Linked DNA regions of Zea mays: region 1 is linked to region 2. A link is a contact called in public Hi-C data. All regions are on one chromosome and are shown on one strand. Each heading gives the region's core, a stretch centred on a gene start, on an enhancer-like site or on the middle of the called end of the contact. The rest is flanking DNA. Distances are from core to core; before and after follow the strand shown.

Evidence for each region. A called contact is a pair of places that touch in the nucleus more often than the background predicts.
Region 1: a contact with region 2 is called in a Hi-C map of bundle sheath, with 2.3 times the contacts expected there. The contact joins the promoter of LOC542365 here to the promoter of LOC100273647 in region 2. A contact is called at or near these places in 5 of 25 Hi-C or Micro-C datasets (bundle sheath, ear and leaf).

The regions. Positions count from the first base shown.
Region 1 is chr9:12,836,685-12,839,384 of Zm-B73-REFERENCE-NAM-5.0, reverse strand. LOC542365 (sucrose synthase) reads right to left here and starts at 1,377. Exons shown (of 16, transcript NM_001347883.1): 1 at 1,131-1,377; 2 at 191-304. The coding sequence starts at 285.
Region 2 is chr9:12,565,201-12,567,900 of Zm-B73-REFERENCE-NAM-5.0, reverse strand. LOC100273647 reads left to right here and starts at 1,301. Exons shown (of 3, transcript NM_001360285.1): 1 at 1,301-1,411. LOC100216688 reads right to left here and starts at 1,093. Exons shown (of 7, transcript NM_001358089.1): 1 at 835-1,093; 2 at 503-591; 3 at 98-162. The coding sequence starts at 901.

The sequences.
Region 1 (2,700 bases), core at 128-2,627, 270 kb before region 2:
TCAAGGATGAATAGGTAACATCCTTAGCAATTAGCATGCATGATGGTGCCAACAAAAGAAACCAAGTAAGAAGTTGCATAATCTCGTGTTTACATCTGGGTGTGCTATTAAGACAGGCATGAAGAGAATAACAAATTAACAACTTTCAGTACCGAATGAAATGCAAGTTATATGATTTTGGTAAGCCCACCTGGAAAAGAGTGCTATCAGTTCATTGGGATGGGAGGAGAAGGTGGCACCAAGGCGTTCGCGAAGACTGTGGAGGCGAGTCAGCTTGGCAGCCATGGCTCGATGGTTCAGAATACTGCAATTCGAGCTATACGGTCAAGATTCAGCAGCACCAGTTGTACAAGAACAAGAAATCAAGAGCTACCACTTAGAAAGTCTGTCTGACAAAAAAATAGATCATGCCAAAGCAACCTAAATTTGAAAAACAGATTTGTAGTATGCAGCTATACTATATATGATTCATCTCAACAGGAACACATGGAATCTTATAGCAAAACAGTTGCCACCCCCAAACAAAAGCAAGTATTGATCCTCCACCAAACAAAAGCCAGTACTGATTCCGCACAAGCACTTAGTTCTGTGATAATATTTTTAAAGAAAGAAATCAACTTGATTGGATTGATTTTCTGTCTCAAGAGTACTGATTCCATTCAGACCCTAGAGGCAGAAAATAATAGGATTTGGCTTCCCAATAAAGCACAGCGCACTGCAAGAATGGACATCACAAATTCAAATTCCTAGACTCAAGAGTTTTTCGTAGTAAAAGAAGATAGCAAAATCCAAGAAGATGCTTTTCGTAGTAAAAGAACAAAAAAAAAAGAGTTTTTTTTTCGCGCTAATAATCCACCAAAACGAGTAAACGACAAATTCATTCCTCGGATTGCAAAAAAAGTGAGCACGGCACGCAATAACAGCAAGATCTCAAGCAACCCACGGAGCTTAGAACAACTTTATCCATGTGCAAATCCAAGCTTACTACCACCACGTAACCAAAACCCCAGGAAAGGACAGGGGAGAGTTCTGTGCGCAGCACAGGCACGGTTTAGATCAGAGGAATCTATAAACCCAACTAGCCAAGAACATGTCAGCAGAGCCCAGACAAGATTCAGGCGATGACGCACCCGGCGAGTCACGGGAACACACCGAAACCGCAAAAAATGGCGGGGGGCAAGGACGCGGCTAAGGCGAGCGCTTGAGCTCGTCAGGGGACATGATCTTTTCTACCGGGACCAGCAGATTAGCTCAAAATCCCAGCAAAAACCCACCCAGAGGACAGAGGTTTAGCACGGAGATGAACAGGAGAGCAAGGCAGCAAGCATACCCCAATGGTCAACAGGGAGCAAGCAGTCCAATGGAGGAGGGAGGGAGGGTTTCTCTGGGACGGGAGAGGGACCAATAAATAGACGGGCAGCTGCTCCTAGGCTCCTAGCGCTGCGAGCGTGAGGTGCCGAGCTGGTGCAGATGGTAGGGGTCCACGTTCAAGCTGACGGAGCTTGGGAATTCGGCAATGGATAATGCCAAATTACTGTATTACTCAAAACCAGGATTTCCAAATCCTGATGGCGCACTCAATGATGCGGCAAAAAAATCCAATTAGCATATGCTGGCCTGCCAGACCAATGGCTGGCTGGTTTCGGAAAGGTTCAGACCTTTTTTTTTCTAATGGAGTCTAGAACAGTGCGGGTCGGGGTGACCTGTGTGCAGGTGCAGTGGACGCAAGGACGGACTGGCTGGCAGAGAAAGGAGAGCACGAAATGAAAGGAACCCCACAAGGAAGAAAAGAAAAAGGCTCTCTTTCTGTAATTCTTTTGAGCTCTAATCTTCTTGCAGCTGATTTGGTGAGAGCAGCCAAAAGCTGGTGATCCGACACCCGAGGTGCGATCAGCATTGCAGTCATCATCATTCAGACGCAAACGCAAATGAGCTTGTCCGGATTAAAAAGTAGCGAGATATTTCCCTCCCCCCACCCCACCCCACCCTATTTCCTCCCCGCCATTGGATTAGGGGGATTAGGTTTCCCCTCCTTCTAGAAACATAGCATGTATACTGTTTATAAAAGTAAAAGGGAAACATGGGTCTCTCAGAAAAAGCCCGTGCGCAGAACACAGCGGGGAGGAGGAAACACCAAGAACGTGCGGGCGGCAAGTGGCGAGTTCTCTACGAAAACCAAGCACAACCAAACCTCCGGAGCTGCGTCCAGTCAGCACAGCGCAAGCGACAGGCGGCAACAAGAAAGTTGTCCAGCGCAGACATGAGACATCGTTTGAAGAACAGAAAGGCAGAGGCAGGCCCCCAAACGGTGAGCGATGATGAGGCGCGCCAAACGGCACTCGCATCGGGCGTGCCGCGAGGTGTGGACTGGGGCTGGCTTGGCTCCAAACAAGAACAGAGCTGCCTATGCGGCGCTGACATGGAAAAACAAAAAAAAATGAAGAGATCCCAAACGCTTTGCGGGGAGCCGGGGGGCGATAGTACATGGTTATGCGTGTATCGTTGCAGCTCGATCCCGTCGCGTTTGACAGCTACTTCTCTGCAGCTTTTCGGCGGGAATGTATCGTCACCACCTCCGGTTTCCTTTTCGGTTCAATGTGCTGAAACACCCACGTCAGGGAAGGGAAGGGAAGGCGGGTGAATGAGATGACATCTCGGAGGGAGGCATGTTGCTCTGGCCGCCGCCGCCGGCGGCGGCGG
Region 2 (2,700 bases), core at 52-2,551:
GTAAGGTGGTACCTGGTTCCAAGCTAAAAAGACAACCAGGGAGTTCAAATTTTGTGATATATAAGACTATAAGAAAACAAGAGACAAATGCACTTACTTATCTTTTGCCTGACTACTTTCATCCTGATCACCACTTGTTGCAGTTGACAAAAGGGCATTCCGCTAAAAAGTATAACCAAAAATTAACACAAATAAACTTGAGAGATAAATCATCACTCCTGCGGTACAAAGGCTTTGCTTACAGTTCTCCAAAATTTTAAAAACTAACATGTTGAGGTAAAAGAATGCCGATCTTCTTTTGCAACAGCTATTTCAGGTTGTGAATGTATAGGTAGATTTATTGAATAGAAACCAAATGATGAAAATAATAGATATAGTCCAAATCAAAGTCGTTTTATGAAGCAAATCAATAGCTAGTAACATATTTAATATTAGCGGGAAAGAAGTGCAATTGGGGTCATGTTCAACTAAATAAATTCTACTACCAATCTTTATTTCTTACCATCGATAATACAGCAGGAGTCACCACTGGGATCGAATGCCGGTTAACATGATCTTGAAAGAAAATGCGTTGACTGTTTAGCAAGTTTCCTGCCAGATAAAAGTAGCAACGATCACCAACAGATAAGGAGACACTAAGCCTGCAGTGTTACAACATTAGCAACACATAAACTCAGGAGAATCCCAAAGCCAAAACGCAAGAAACATTAGTATCAACTGCAAGATAAACACAAGTTAGCAAAATTTCACCACAGCTGATGAGCAATAAGCCAATAACGAGTAGGCCACCAATCATAGAGGGAAATGAACTAAGAGGAAAGTAAAGATACCAACCAGCTCTTGTCTCGGCTCTAGACTCGCGCAGGAGCCGCGCCCCGAGCCGGGAAATCCTGGGGAACATCGCGTCAGCTGATCCTGCTCCCTACGAACCCTAGAACAGCTCACAAGACAACGAATCAGCGCAACAGCGTGCTAGGCGAGCAATCAGCAGGGCTCAGCTAGTCGGTGTCACAAAATGAGGTGTACTCAAGGGGAAGCTGGGAGACAGAACCGATCGCAAGCGGCGGGAATCAGCCGCGTGACCTCCTCTCCGCGACGAAGGGAATGACGAGGAAGGCGACGAGTTGGGGTGAGGCTGTGAGACGCCGTGCCGTAGATGGACTTTGGACACACAAGCCGCCGCCACCGCAGGAAATGGACCGCATGGCCCATTGAAGGAAATATGTGTATAACCCGAACAAAGCCCAGCCCATCAACGCCCAGGCTATAAGACCATCGGAGAAACCCGCCCTAATCTTCCCGTCCGCCGCCAGAGCGGGGAACACCTGCACCGCCTTCACCAGCACTTGCCGGAGAGGACGTGACCTCTCCCGCCGACAAATCGGTCCTCTTCGTCCGGGCGTTTATCAAGGTGAGCAGCGCTTTGTGCCCATATACTTTTCATCCTTTCTTCTTGCGCGTGTGCTTATCCATGGGTTTATCGGTCTGAGCTGTTGATAATTTTGTGTTGTGGGATCTGGTGTGCTGTTTTCTGTAATCCGTAGTGACCAGTTAGATATAGTTTTCATGGTTTCGTGCGAGCCTTGAGTTGTTTGATCGATGTACGACCCATTAGCTGTCCTCGCCGTATTCGGTTTATAGCACCCTTGTCGATGCTCGCTGGCATCACGCTAGGGAGGAAAACTACCGGACCCTCTTGCCAACCACACCTGAGACTTGATGCCCTCTCCTCCAAGCAGCAATATTGTGACTGACAAGTGTTTCTTAGTGACAACATCATCTCTTAGTCCTTCAAGCGTTGGTCTCCTGCTCTAATGCTAATGTTGAGTACCGGGCTATCGCTAATGAGGTGCTGAGGCGAGTTGGCTACGCTAGCTCCTCTAGGAGCTTCACTGTACCCTCTCCATGAGTACACTTGTCTACTGCGACAACGCCGGCATTGTCTGCCTCTCCATCAACCATGTCCAACACGAGCGCACGAAGCATGTTGAGATCGATCTTCACTCTATTCGTGAGTGTGTGGCTCTTGTGGTCTCGTGGACATTCGTGTTCATCATGTCATGACAAGCTTGCAGTTTGTCGACATCTTCATTAAAGGTCTTCTCTTGTTGTTCTCGGACTTTTGTCCAGTATAAACATCTATCGTGGCTAGAGGTTTTACTACGGGGGTGTTAAACTACTTGTATGTGTGTGTTATGAACCTAGAGCTCAGGCCATTAGGGGTAGAATATATGTAGTACATGTAATACTGCAGCCTATCTATCTATAAGGGTTTCTTTCTCTAACACTATCATGTAATTCTTGTTTGATCTCTCCCACTTAATGCATTTAAGATCATATGCAATTGTCAAGGTGCATTATTAGTGGCGTCCAACTTGGTCCCATGACCGAAACCGATGAGATCAACCCAACAGTATCTTGCCTTCCTTAACTTAGCTTTAAGCGAAAATTCATTCTTGCCTGCAGGTGATGCAATATGATTTGTGTTTGCCTTTGATTTTGCTGATTCCAGTTTCATTTGCTTTTACTTTTCTGATAGTATCATTACCTGGCATCATAGCAAGGTGCTGTTTAATATAAATTGGTTCATCACTTCATTGCCGTCGAGTATTCTAAAGCAATAATTTCTCAGTGAGACAATTGCATGTCCAATTTAATATGAAAATCGGTTTCTCTTTATGTTTGGTTGGATTTTGCCTT